Regions from separate parts of the Mus musculus genome. Here regions 1 and 3 are each linked to region 2. Evidence: chromatin contacts called from public Hi-C and HiChIP or PLAC-seq data. All regions are on one chromosome and are shown on one strand. The core of a region is the stretch at or near the end of the contact, and the rest is flanking DNA. Distances in the headings are between cores, read along the strand shown. Region 1 holds the start of Bag3 (BCL2-associated athanogene 3). Region 2 overlaps Rgs10 (regulator of G-protein signalling 10). Region 3 has its middle 32 kb from the start of Inpp5f.

What was found. Hi-C and Micro-C count contacts between places; a contact is called where the count stands out from the background. HiChIP or PLAC-seq counts read pairs in DNA pulled down with a chosen protein or histone mark.
Region 1: a contact with region 2 is called in a Hi-C map of regulatory T cells, with 1.9 times the contacts expected there. The contact joins the promoter of Bag3 here to the enhancer-like site in region 2. A contact is called at or near these places in 13 of 484 Hi-C or Micro-C datasets (the AML12 cell line, B cells, CD4 T cells and 9 more), 12 of 115 datasets of contacts at active chromatin or transcription factors (the SCID.adh cell line, T-cell acute lymphoblastic leukemia, bone marrow-derived macrophages and 7 more) and 2 of 9 other capture datasets (bone marrow-derived macrophages and liver).
Region 3: a contact with region 2 is called in an H3K27ac HiChIP or PLAC-seq map of CD8 T cells, with 5 times the contacts expected there. The contact joins two enhancer-like sites. A contact is called at or near these places in 3 of 15 datasets of contacts at CTCF or cohesin (CD8 T cells, large pre-B cells and pro-B cells), 17 of 484 Hi-C or Micro-C datasets (B cells, CD4 T cells, CD8 T cells and 11 more), 4 of 115 datasets of contacts at active chromatin or transcription factors (CD8 T cells, effector CD8 T cells, embryonic stem cells and 1 more) and 3 of 9 other capture datasets (adipose tissue, embryonic stem cells and liver).

The regions. Positions count from the first base shown.
Region 1 is chr7:128,522,318-128,526,826 of GRCm38.p6, reverse strand. Bag3 (BCL2-associated athanogene 3) reads right to left here and starts at 3,244. Exons shown (of 4, transcript NM_013863.5): 1 at 2,783-3,244. The coding sequence starts at 2,968.
Region 2 is chr7:128,371,266-128,375,778 of GRCm38.p6, reverse strand. Rgs10 (regulator of G-protein signalling 10) reads left to right here. Exons shown (of 5, transcript NM_026418.2): 5 at 1,737-2,154. The coding sequence ends at 1,883. Among named protein-coding and RNA genes, the nearest start is that of Gm39092, 6.5 kb to the right of the region's middle. Within about 2 kb of position 1,343, at least 18 of the 459 cell types and tissues checked have an H3K27ac peak or open chromatin away from gene starts, as enhancers often do. A contact at or near this core is called in CD8 T cells, Th1 cells, double positive thymocytes and 3 more, where this site is marked.
Region 3 is chr7:128,577,233-128,582,197 of GRCm38.p6, reverse strand. No RefSeq gene overlaps it. Among named protein-coding and RNA genes, the nearest start is that of Inpp5f, 32 kb to the left of the region's middle. Within about 2 kb of position 3,332, at least 21 of the 459 cell types and tissues checked have an H3K27ac peak or open chromatin away from gene starts, as enhancers often do. A contact at or near this core is called in CD8 T cells and Th1 cells, where this site is marked.

The DNA.
Region 1 (4,509 bases), core at 1,995-4,494, 150 kb before region 2:
AACTTGATCTTCACTCCCAGTGACGGGTGTCAGAGGGCGGAGACTGTGCCTGTAGCCAGAGGAAGGAGGCCTCAAAACATACCACACATTATATGGCTTCTATTCCCTATGCAGTCTGAAGACGGCTAGTTTCAAAAGAGAATCTTTTACCCAATAATGTATGAAATAGACACACACACACACACAAAGATACATGCAATTATGTCCACCCCAAATTACAGCCTCTTGTAGTAATAATTTCCAGAAATAAATATACAATTAGTTTCTTGTAAATGTAAACTGCCAAGTATGTGGCTCACTGCTGGATACTAAAGTTGTAGCAATAGTTATAAGGAAAATGTTTGCCTGAAGTTCTCAAGGCCCTGGGTTCAATCCCTTGCACCATACACATAAAAAGAAAACTAGAATTTTCTAAGTTAATGATTTATAAAGCATTTTTAATTGGGTGAGTTTTTGAAAATACCAAACAATTTATAAACTCTTTACTGCTTTTATTTTTTTCCAGAAAGTAATAAGTTAAGAGTATTTCTTCTTGTTTTGTTTTGTTTGTTTGAGGCAACATTTCTCTATTGACTAAGCTGGCCTTGAACTCAGAGATCCACCTGCCTCTGCCTCTGAGAGCTGGGATTAAAGCTGTGTACCACCAGGTCAGGCCCAAAGTAGAGTCCTATTTTTTTTTTTCTTTTTTCCTTTTTTAATTAGATATTTTCTTTATTTACATTTCAAATGTTATCCCCTTTCCTAGTTTCCCCTCTGAAAACTCCCATCCCCTCCCCCCTCCCCCTGCTCACCAACCCATCCACTCCTGCTTCCTGGCCCTGGCCTTCCCCTATACTGAGGCATAGAACCTTCACGGGACCAAGGGCCTCTCCTCCCATTGATGATAGAGTCCTATTTTAAAGTGCATTTACTTTACCAAACTTTTCATTTTGAAAGGACCAAATGTACATAAATTATTACTGAACATTATGCTAAATATGACTTCTGTTAACTATATTTTCAAAGATCCTACGTGGCCGGATGGTGGTGGCTCATGCCTCAGAAAGCAGAGGCAGGAGGATCTCTGTGAGTTCCAGGTCAGCCAACACTACACAGAGAAACCCTGTCTTGAAAAGCAAAGCAACCCAAGGAGCTGAAGGGGTTTGCAGCCCCATAGGAGGAACAACAATATGAACCAACCACTACCCCCAGAGCTCCCAGGGACTAAACCACCAACCAAAGAGTACACATGGAGGGACTCAAGGCTCCAGCCCAATATGTAGCAGAGGATGGCCTTGTGGGAAATCAATGAGAGGCCCTTGGTCTTATGAAGGCTCTGTGCTCCAGCGTAGGGGAATGCCAGGACAGGGAAGCGGGAGTGAGTGGGGTAATGAGCAGGGAGGGGGGGAATGAGATAGGGGGGTTTTCGGAGGGGAAATGAGGAAAGGAATAAAATTTGAAATGTAAATAAAAAAATATCTAATTTTAAAAAAAGAAAAACAAAACAAACAAGAAAAATCCTACCTAAATTTGTATTTTTAAGTTCTTCACTCAAAATTCAATCGAATTTTTATTTATTTTTATTTTATTTTATTGGTTTTTCGAGATCGGGTTTCTCTGTGTAGCCCTGGCTGTCCTGGAACTCTGTAGACCAGACTGGCCTTGAACTCAGAAATCTGCCTGCTTCTGCCTCTCAAGTGCTGGGATTAAAGAGGTGTGCCACAACTGCCCAGCTCAATCTTTTTTTTCTTTTTTTTTATAAAAAAAGACAAGGTCTTATTTTGCAACACAGGCTAGTTTCATTCCAACTTAATTACTTAATAACTTTTGAGATAGACTCCGATTATATAGCCCTGGCTAGACTTGAACTCAAGATCCTCTCGCCACAGCTTCCTGGGTGCTGGGATGACAGGCCTGAACCAGGCTGGGCTTCATTCCAAATTTGTATTTTCAATTTTTCTTGCTTTTTAGATTGAAGTACACAAACCTGAATATCTATGCAAATGAAGCATACACCTAGTGTTCACCAGACTCCTCAGCTGTTTCTGGTAACAAAACTCCAGTATTTGAAAAGGACAACAAGGAATCACGCCATTAAAAATACATTCTTTCACTCCAGTGTGAGTCTTAAGGCAGTGGCTAAGTATGGTGATACAATGTCTGATCTTTAGTTTTGGAACTGTCAGAAAGAGTATCTTAAAAAAAAATAGTGGTAGTATCAGAATTTTCTCTAACTGAAAGCAGTTTCGACCAGTAATAATAAGTTTAATGGGGGAAAATAACTTATTTACTCGAGCCTCCTGAGTCACTCTATGCCTAAGATCCAGTAAACTCAAGATAAGCCTCAACTAAGTTCTGAATTTGAAAGTGAAATCCCCACAGGAGACTCCACTCAGCAGCCTTTCAATCCTGGCCGTGCGCCATCAGCACCGGAGGGAGCCCAGGGTCTCAGCACGGGACGCGCGGGACAGAGAGGCGGCGGCCGGGCCTGGCCTGGGCCTCAGCCGCTCATCAGGCCGGTCGCCCTTCCCTGGGACGCGGCGCACCGCAGCTCAGGCCACCACTGCCCTTCGCCCTTCGCAAGAGGCTGTGGAAAACCACCCGATGTCACCACGCGGGTCGCACCCCGCTGGCTACCGTCCAAGGCCACCCTGCCTGCGGCTCTCTGCGGCCCGACGCCCGTTCGAGGCGGATATGGTTAAGGACTCTCCTTGCGCAGCAGGGCGCGGGGTGGGGTGACTCGCATAGCCCTGGCTCGACCAGGCCCCTTCGCCGTCGAGGTGGGACGGCAAGCTCCACTCACCTTAGGGCCCTCGGGGGGCACACGCGGGTCGTTCCACGTCGTGGTGCGGCTGTTGTGGTCCACGAAGAAGGGCCAGCCGGTCTGCGGGTCGATTTTGATCTCCCAGCCCGGGGGCAGGGGGTCTCGGTCGCTGGCTCCGTTGCCGGACGCCATCTGCATCATGGGCGATTGGGTGGCGGCGCTCATGCTGGGTTAGGGTCCGCCCGGGGCGCAGAGCTAGGGCGCGGGTCACGAGGTCGTGGAGTGCGGGCACCTCTGTGTAGCCGATGTGTCCGGGAAGCCGGCGCCGGGCACCTTTATGAATTAAAGGACTGGGTGACGTGGCCGAAGAGGGGTGGAAGTGTCTGGAAATAGCCTCCTAGCTGCCAAAGGGGAAGGAGGAGATAAAGAGAAGGCAGCAACTGGCCGGCTAGAAACTTCTGGTCCCATCCAGAGAACTTGGCGGCCGCCGTGGGTTGGATGCGGAGCTCCGCCCTGAGTCATAGGCTATAATCGCGGCGGGGCGGGACCTTGGGAGGGATCGGAGGCGGGGATTTGTCACCCGCCCCTCCTTCTCCTAGACTACCCAGGCTGTCCCTCCCTATCCCTGTCCTGTGTGTGTCCTGGGGCCTGTGCGCCTCGCGCCAGGTTGACACGCACCGGTGTCCTTGTGCTCTCTGGCTGGTTTCTGTCTCCGGACTCCCCACCACTCTTTCGTGCCGCGTGGGGGTGTCCCGGGGTTAGCAGTCCAAGGGCCGACACCTGGGGCCCCACCTTTGTGTAAGGACTAAATCATCTTTAAACTCGGAAAGTCTAGTTCTTTCTCTCTCTTCACACTCAGTGACGCTGGCGTCCTGCAGTGACGTTTTTAGTAACTTTTTCTCAAGGGCCTTATGACTTCTGAGAAATTCTGGAATGCTGATCTGAGGTCACAACAAAAAGAAAGAGCTGTGGAAACTCACCTGCCTGCTTTGGAAAACTGAAGAAGCAAGGACTAAAGTGACAACTTTGTGCTCTTGGCCTTCTATATAGGCACTTTCGCACAGTGACTAGACTTCAGAAACACCTGGAACCAATACTGAGGCCAATTTCCTGACTCAGATTCAGAGAATGTCCTGGGACCTTCAAAGATACATCTCTGGCCTCTTCCCCTCCGATTTTTACTCTGTGGCAAATACTAGAGGACTCTGCCAGACATTTCCAACAAGCTGATTTTTTTTACTTCCAAAGACCTTCTTACTGACTTTGAAGTCTCAAAGCCTCAGTATAAGTATTAACATAGTTAGCCTTCAGGTACTGCCTGGTGCCACCAAACACACCTGTATAAGCCCAAATGTGGGAATATTGACTTATTATCATTTGATAGTCACATTGAAAGGTCTAGACACTTAGATTCACTCACTGGTCAGTGTCTGTCTTTTGCTTCTTTATACCTGAACCCACCCAGCACGTGGCTAAATCCAGAGTCCATCTTCAATAAAGGAATAAAGATTGATGTTTATTGAAGACTGAATACAAAGTGAATTTTTTCGCTTGTTTTTCAATACAAGGTATCTTTGTGTAGTTTTGGCTGTCCTAGAACTAGCTAATTATGTAGACCAGGCTGACCTTGAACTCACAGAGATCCATCTCTCTGCCTCCCAAGTGCTGGGATCAAGGGCATGTGTCACCACTGCTTGGCTGTGGATATTTTTTTAAAGATATGGTCTATCTATATAGTTCTGCCTCCCAAGTATTGAGATTAAAGG
Region 2 (4,513 bases), core at 94-2,593:
TTAATACAAAATAGGTAACTTCCCCAGAGCTTGGGTGAGACAGGACTGTCTCTAGGGGCCTGGTGGGCACAGGGGAATGGCTCCGATTGAACAGTCTATGCGCAGCCCGATGCGCCAGATGTTTCCTGGGCCCTCTTGGGAGCATGGAGGCGAAGGAAAGTAGCTTCTATTCTTTCTGGAGGAACCTCCCATCTCCTGAGCAGACATCCCAAGGCCCCAGCTCATGTGTGTGTTGGGAGAAAGCATGTTTAAAAGATGTCAAGATTTTACCACCTACGTGACAACCCTGCCTGACAGTGAGTGGCATCTTGGAGTTTTTCACTCAGCAAGCCATGAGCTGTGCTGCACTGGAAGGCACCCTGGTGTGCCTTGTGGCCCTTTAATATGAAGGAAAGACAGACAGAGACAGAGATGGTGACATAGAGAGAGACTTGACTATGTCTTGAAAAGACGATTCTATACATCAGGAGGAAATGTGCCCTTCCTTCCTTCCTTCCTTCCTTCCTTCCTTCCTTCCTTCCTTCCTTCCTTCCTTCTCCATGTTGTAGGGTGAGGAAGCAGGCAGGAGTGGATCTGGGATCCAGGGGATGTGGCCCAAAGACAGGAGGCTTCTGTGTGAGACAGTCCTTGGAGTATGTGCCAGCAGGTGCAGCTCTCTCTAGTCCCAAGGGCTCCATCGGGTCCCATTCAGCCCCGATGTACCTCAGAATCACTGCTTTCTAGAGATCTCAACCTGTCTGACGGTGCAGGGGTCTCTGCTGCTGACTTCCATTCTCTGTAGCTGAGACCTGGTCCCGCGGCTTCTAACAGAGACTGCGTGTATCCCTCCCTTGCATTAGACACACCCCCTTTTGTCTCTTGGCCTGGTAACAGGTTTGAGGTCTCCAATACCAAATTTACTGGGTTTATTTATTTATTCTCAAGACAAGGTTCCTCTCTGTAGTCCTGGCTGCCCCAGAATTTGCTCTGTAGACCAGGCTGGCCTCTATCTCACTAGATTTGTCTGACTAGGTCTAAATAATAGGTTTTTAAAAGATTTCTTTTTTGAGACAAGGTCTCATGTAACTCAGGCTGGACTCACACTCACTATGTAGCTGAGGCTGAACTCCTGAGTGCTGGAATTACTGGCAAGTGCCACAATACCCAGCCAGAGAAGGTTCTTTAAGGGCTGTTTGAGGCAAAAGTATGACTCAGGTATGTGGGCATCTATTTCTGTGGGAAAAAAGGGATGTATTTGTACATATGATTCTCTAATCTATAACGTCCATTGAGATGATGTACGTAATGATCAATAACGTACAGGAAGTCTGCCTTGCCCAGTACAGCCCTACGCCAAGTGTTGTTCTTGTTCTTCTCTTTATTGTTATCATCTGTGTGTGCACACATGATGTGTCTGTCATTGTGGGCAGGTGCATGCCGTGGCATGTGGGCGGAAGGTGGAGGGCAACTTTTGGAAGTCAGTGCTCTCTCTTTCTACTGCGGGTTCTGGGGATCCAACTCATGTCATCAGGCTTGTGTAGCAAGTGTTTTTACTTGCTGAGCCGTCTCTTGGGTCCTACACTAGCATGGACTAGTGTGTGTGCGCGTGCGCCTGTGTATGTGTGTGTGCATGCATGTGCATGTGTGTGCATGCATGTGTGTGCGTGTGTTATTCTTTGGCTCATGGTAGGTATTTGACAGGGTGATTTATGGTCTGTGTTGGTGTCGACCATCAGACTCTTCTCTTTCCTCTTTAGATCTTCAATCTCATGAAGTATGACAGCTACAGCCGCTTCTTGAAGTCTGACTTGTTTCTGAAACCCAAGCGAACTGAGGAAGAGGAAGAAGAGCCCCCGGATGCTCAGACCGCAGCTAAGCGAGCCTCCAGAATTTACAACACATAAGCTGAGCCCTTCACCCCAGCGAAGGAGAGGGATGGACTCTTAGGACTGTACAGGCTGTCATTTCTTTGTTGTGTTTGAGGACTGGAGTGTGCTAGACCTTCCCTCTGGATATGTGTATTTTATTAACTGAACAGCAACCTCTGCATGATGCTAATCTTCCATTAAAAACAAAAGTAGCTTTAAAGTGTCAGTTCACAAAAACACATGAGATTCTGCCAATACTGGACACTCAGCCTTTCAATCCTGATTAAAGTGTTCGTGAAGCTACAAGTGAACCCTTTAGTCATTTCTACTTTGTAAGCCTTTATCCTGCCCTTCCTGCCTGGGCTGTGTCTGTCCACAGACCCTCTTGGCTAATGATCCAAAGCACAAGTTGGTCTGACAATCACAGGGGTAGCGGGCATTGTTTGTGGTTTATTTGGGGGTTAAATAGTTCTCGAGAGAAGTTCAGTACTGGCCAAAGCAAACCTCTGGCAGCGGCTAATGATCTAGGGGGTTGAATGACCACGTTAGCAAAAGGCTGTTATTTCTCACGTGGGCATCCTGGGCCCTTAATCTGTGACATTTCAGGCCACACACATTTAAACATCATCTCTACAGAAACACTGTCCCAGCCAGGGAGAGATCAAAAGAGAAATTGTTCAGGGATGATGGCTGTTCCAGGTGGTGTCCTCTGGGACCTCAGCACAAGATGTGTGCTGAAGTTGACGTTGATGGGATGGTCACCCTTCCCTTCATCCACCTGCACGTCCTTCTCCAGCTTTCTCCATTTGAGGAACCCGCTGAGAACGACCAGTGGGTTCCAGCCACCCTAGACCACCCACTCTTCTTTTACAGTGGATCCTATTAAGATCCCAGATCAGGCTCAGCTCTCTAGTGTCCACACCACTGGCAGGGCTTAACACTACTGCTAGACTGTCCCCAGCATGCTTGTTAGCTCTCATTTGTACCACAAAACCACCAGTCTTCCTTGCTTATTGGCCTCTTGACTCAGGCTCTGTCATCTGCAACATCTCCTGCCAGTTGAGGTAACAATATGGCTTATCACTTAAACCAGGACACTTGAGAGACAAGGTGAGGTACATTTTAAAATTATAATGGTCAGGCATGTCGTCAGCCCGGCTCTTGGGAGGCAAAGGTCGGTGGATCTTGGTGAGTTCAAGGCCAGCCTGGTCTACATATAAAGTTCAGGCTAGCCAGGGATACATATTGAGAACCTGTTTCACAAAGTAATCAGAAGAGATAGTTCAGTGGTTTAAAACATTTGCTGCTTTTCCAAAGGACCTGGGTTCCATTCACAACATCCATAATGTAGCTCACAACTGTTTATAATTCCGGTTGCAAGGGATCTAATGCCCTCTTCTGGCCTCTGTGGGAACTGCAGGCGCATGGAGCACATGATATCAAAGTAGGCAAAACACTCATACGTATAAAATAAAAATAAATCTCTAAAAATAAAAGATAAATATTCAAATAATACAAAAACCCAAAGGAAATAAACATTCAAATAATATACAAATAATAGATATGAAAACCTGCAAAACTCCAAAGGAATTATGGTGGCCCAATGTCTCTGGTAAGCCATTAACAGTATGCCTTGATTAAGACCCTCTGGTACCTCTTGTGTACCCTGTCTGGACTCCATAGTCTGTTGGTCCGTTGGATGCTTCCTCTCCTTTCCTCTTGGTCCTGGAGGAGGAATGGCCTTTGGGGAGCTATTCCCTGGTGAGGATGGAGAAGCCACTGAACATCTGCTGGTAACCACAAGCCCAGGCCGTTACACATCCCTCAGGCACATGCCTCCTGTGGGTGTCTCTCTCCCCATCTCAGGAACCTGGGACTGAGGGGAGATACTGAGAGTGACACCTGAGGGCCCTGCTACCAGAGCCATCTGGTTACCATAAGCGGAGGAGACCAGTACATCATAAAATGCGAAAGCTAACGATGCGGTCTGGCCAAGGACGTGCAGGTGGACCCTCTGTGTCACCGAGGGTGCAGGCCAGCATGGTTCAGAAAGCCCACCATAGGCAGAGACCAGAGCAGCTGGAGGTCTCACACTGACCTTTCTCCTTGCACCACTGGGTTCAGAGGCTATTTTAGAAGACACTAACGGGAGTAAGAGGCATATAACTATATAAGGGAGCCAGCAGGTGTCCGTATGAAGAAAAAGAAAAAGCACCTTCCCTCGTGTCCTCTCTCCTCACTTCCAGACTACCAGAATTTACAGCAAAACTGGGTACACACAGAACTTTGTACCTGATGAAGCAGCTGCAATGAGACTGAAAGGTAGGGGATCCATGCAGCCAAATAGATGCTTCTATCTAACCCCCCACTTTTATTTTTATGTTTGTCTGTTCAGTCCATTCCTCCTCACACCGCCACCCACCCTTCATCTATCCATCCAACATCCATCCACTCACCCACTCATCATTCCTCCATTTACTCATCCAACATCTATCTATTCATCCATCCATCCATCCGTCCATCCATCCATCCGTCCATCCACTCACTAGTATTTAAACTAGGTCAGCAGTGTGCTGGGGATCATTAGATGCTAATATTGAAGGGGACAGGTGATAAACAAATGTGACAATTCACACCGCTTTGAAATCTATAGATGTAGTTCTTCT
Region 3 (4,965 bases), core at 2,083-4,582, 200 kb before region 2:
TAACCAGTGAGTCTATTTCCATGGCTGGGCAGCTATTAGGATGGTTGAGAACACTGTGTAGAAGGTCCTTTGCACCAGAGGAAAAATAATCACTCCACAGTTAGGGACACGCTCTAATTCCAAAGCTCTGCGTGTGCTATCTTTCTGTGCTGATAAATTCTCTCAAGAGCTTTCCTCCTGGGATCTCAGCCAGAGATTTCCATTCGCATGTGTACAAGAGAGAGGGGGGAGGGGGGAGAGGAGGAGGCGGGGAGGGGAGAGAGGGGAGGATGGGGGAGAGCAAGCTCACATTTGGATGGTCCACAGGCTTGGCATTTTTTGGGGATCTGCAGAACTAACCTACCCCCCAAGAGACAGACACTTTCCTAGACCACATATGTTCCTGCCCTGTCCACTCCCATATCAATGCTCTGGGGGTGTCAGGCAAAACACTACAAACAGGTGGCTTAAAACAATAGGAACCTGTTCTTTCATAACTCTCCTTCTCTGTCTGTCACTCTGTCTCTGTCTCCCTCTGTCTTTCCCTCTCCCTGCTCCACCCCAGCTCTGTCCTGGGCTCTGGTGGATTCTGACAATCGGAGCTGTTCCCTGACTGGCATCTTTGTTTTCTTTTATGTCTCTTACCCTCTGTCAACGCTGTCAAACTTTATTTATTTATTTATTTATTTATTTATTTATTTATTTATTGAGAAAAGGTCTCACTATGTAGCTCTGACTAGCCTGGAATTTGCTTCTTAGACAGGTTGACCTTGAACTCAAAGAGATCTCCCTACCAATGCCTCTAGAATGCTGGTGTTGAAGGTGTGTATCACCATAAATTGCTTCCCACACCTTTTAAAATGAGCAGGTGAATGGACAAATGAGTTGTGTATGTGAGTGGCATGTGATGTATGTGATATGTGCATGTGTGTGAAGGTCTGTGCATGCCATGTCCTATCTATGGAGGGGGCAGCGGATGGCCTCCGGGAGAGGTTCCTTTCCCTGTGGCTCTGGAAACCAAGCTCAGGTACTAAGGTCAGCACAGCAAGCACCATTACCCAAGTTATCTCTTTGCACACACACACACACACACACACACACACCTTTTTTCTAAGGACAAGGAAAGTGTCAGGTAGCACAGGCTGGCCGCAACTCACTATTGTAAACAGAGGCTAACCTTGAATTCCTGATCTTCCTGCTTCTACCTCCCAAGTGATAGGATTACAGGGTGTACCACCATGCCTAGCTTTTTATGGCTCCTTCTACAGATCTGTTTATTTCCAAGGAAGACTAGAGCAGCAGCCCTAAGGAAACAGGGTATGTTGCAACCAAAGTACTAGTATATGGACACGTGCAACCATCTCCCTCTGTCCCTGCTGAGTGTCTTCTGGTATCCATATTTGTCCCCTTTGATGTCTTCAAAATGGATGCCTTCACTGTTAGCCAACCTGTATCTGATGATTTACCCAGAACTCTCAAAGTTGCATCCAGAACAAGTCCAAACCAATGGCTCTGCCCCTCTCTAGCCCTTTGAACTGATCTGAGCAGGAAAGAGAAGGCAGCTGGGCCCCAGCTTCTAACAAAGCATCATGGACTCGGGCTGAGACAACAGTTCTCTTCCCCAAGGTTCTGAAGACTGCAAGTCCCAGATGTCAGTGGGGTTTATCTCTAAGTTCACCCCCTCTGGCTTACCATCGAGCTCGTCTCACTGTGATCTCGCATGCTTATCCTCAGCCTCCATGTTCTGTGTGTCTCAATCCCCTATGCTAACCAGGCCCCGAATCATCCTATGACCTCACTTCTCTCTAGCTTTGTCAGAGTCCCATCTCCCACTACAGTCACTTCAATAAGCCATTCTTAACAGTACATAACACCCCATGACACCAACCAGAGAGCTCACGGCAGCTTGCTTACTCTTACCTTCTTTCCCCATCATCCCTAATCCATTCTTACAGTTAGGGTTAGCCGATCTCTATCATCAACCTGACTGAATTTGGAATTGTCTGTTAGACACGCTCTAGCTGTGTCTGTGAAGGTGTGACTGAAGGGGGAAGACCCACCCTGAATTCGGATGACACCATGCTACAGCTGAGGGTCCCAGAATCAAAAGGAAGGGAGTGAAGAAGGAAGCCAATAGCATCCACCAGCATTCATGGCCCTCTGCTTCCTGACTGTGGACTTGATGTAACCAGCTCTCTCCTGCTCCTATGGCCATACCTTCCCTGCTAGGATGGATTAGACCATGAACCACGAGCCAAAATTGACTCTTCTTTCCTTAATTTGCCATTGTCGAGAGTTTTGTTACAACGATGAAAAAAAAGTAGTTAATATAAAGTCCAACCAAATTGCTGCAGAATTGTAATTCCTTTCTCTATATATAATATGAAACATCTAAAGTCAAAAATATACAAATAAGGCAGATTCTTGACAGAATGTATCTATGATTGATACTGTATAATGCCATTGAGCAAATAAGAGTAACTATTAAAAAGTGATTGTTTCAGAGGCAAGTATTTATTAAATAGAAACACATAGGTATAAAACTGACTTAATTTTATTACTAGTATGACCTAAAACCACAGGGTTGCTGTATGCTAAAGATAACCCTTTGGCATAAGATAAAGATAAAGACCCTGAATTCGAGAGAAAAATCATGAGGTTTTTAAGTCATAAGAAATGTCAGTTGTGTGCCAGTATTGTTCTTTTATTATTGTTTTATTTTGTTTTGAGACAGGGTAGCAATTTGAAGCCCTGTCTGACCTCAAAGGAGAAAACCTCATGTTTTAGACTTCCCCAGTGTTGGTATTAGTATAGGCACGCACCACCTGACATTATTAGCTCTTTCTTTCTGTTGGTATAGGGCTCAGTTAGCAGAACGCAGCAGGAAGTCCTAGAGTCCATCTCTAGCACCAAATAAACCAGGTGTGGTAATACATGCATACAATCTCAGCCCTCAGGAGGTAGAGGCAGGAAAATTAGAAATTCAAAGTTATTTTTGGCTACATAGAAATTTCAAGGCCAACCTGAACTGCCTGAATGGGACCTTGAAAATAAAAGAGCAGACAAACAACAACAAAAAGTAAACAATGCAGAGCAAAAAAGGAAACAAAAATGCAAGACAAAGGACTGTATGTACACACACAGAGAGACATAAATCCAACTATTCATATTTTTCTTTAGGACACGAAGAAAAATATATCCAGTGTTCCATTAAAGGGTTAACACCGAGTGCAGAAAGCAAGCATACAAATATCTCTAGCACCAGGACAAATGAATCCCCTTTCAACCAGTAAAAAAGGACCTTTGTTGACTCAGAAAGTAGGAGGCCACAGAGGGTCTGGCTAATGATGGTGTCATTAAGCAGAGGCTCTCTTCTCAGGTCACCAGCCTATTGTTACTTCTAGGTTCTATGTGACTCATAATCATTGTGGGAGGTGTAAAAAAGAACACACAGGCCACAGGGTTTACGTCAATTTCACAAATTACCAAAAGAGCAAAGCAGGATGCATCCCATTTACACTCATCTTTATAACCTAACACGCCAAGGATCCATTAAACGGAAATGTCCATCCCCTTCAAGTGGATAGAATGGGATAATTGTGTTTCCGATAGAATGGGGAAAAGAGCACGTCTGCAGCAATGAATCAGAACAAGAAGTTCTGTCAGGTACGGAGCAGAAATGAAATGAATAGCAATGAATAGCGAGTCTGGATGAGAGGGAGTCAGTTCAAATAGAAAAGAGATGAGAAAAAGAAAGACAACAACACCTCCAATCTTCATGGCGGCCCCCACAGAGCTGAAAATACTGTAAAGACAGATTTCATTCTGAGTGCACAGGAAGTTGTATGGGGGGTGGGGGGGGTTGGCACCAGATGTACAAAATGAGGACATGACCGAAACAAGATATGGTTGAGGAGAAGGTTTTTATGGTAGATATGCGGGAGAAAATAGCCAGAGGCATTTGCAAGGGTCCAGAGTGAGGAGAGAGAGTAGACTAAACATGGCCAGTTGGGTGGACCAGGCCATGGCGGTTGGAGGGTAGAGGGAGCCAAGAGAGAGGGAAGACCAAGAGAGAGGATGACCGAAATGGCAAGGTTCTAAAGGAATGAGTAGCTGGAGAAAGGGGCACCCATGAGCTGGAGAATTTAGGGTAGGGGGTGGGGTGAGAAGAACTGAGAGGAGCTACTGAGTAAGCAGAGGCCAGCAGATAGTTAAGTATGCTAATAAGAACCACACTTAGCCATTTGTCCTGAGTTTCTTTTGGACCTGACAGAAGCAAGGGGCAGTATTTATAGAGGGTGAAATAGAAGCTTCATGCCCTAACTCATGACTGTGCCTGCCGTTTCTGTGGCTGTCCTGGGTGGTTCCTGTAACATGCCTCTTCTCTCTCTCTCTCTCTCTCTCTCTCTCTCTCTCTCTCTCTCTCTCTCTCTCCAACTCCTCAGCCAATCAGATGGCTTTCCCAGGCCTCATATAGATTAAAACAGAAATGGAATGTATGGGCTAAGAAGCCCATGTGACTTAGGAGAGAGCTTGCCTTGCTCAAATTCACAAAGCTCTGGGTTCCATCCATAGCACCTCATGAAATGAGGTGGTAGCTAATAAGGAGAAAGTCATGAGAGCACTAGAGTTTAAGGTTATCCTCAGCTACATGGGATCCAAGAGGCCCTAACACACACACACACACACACACACACACACACACACACACACACACACGGTGAAAGGATGGCTCAGTGGGTAAAGCACTGTACTGCAAGCATCAGGACCTAAGGTCACATCCCCCAGTACCCGGGTAAATGCCAAGCGATGTGGTGCACGTCTGTAATATCAGCATGGGATTGGACCAAAGGGCTAGTGAGCTCATGGATCTTGGAGAAGAACCTATGACCATCACTTTAATAAACCAGCACAATCTCGAGCTACACTCTAAATATCTCTCTTGATACCCACAGAGAAGTATGGGTCTCACCTCTCATCAAGAAA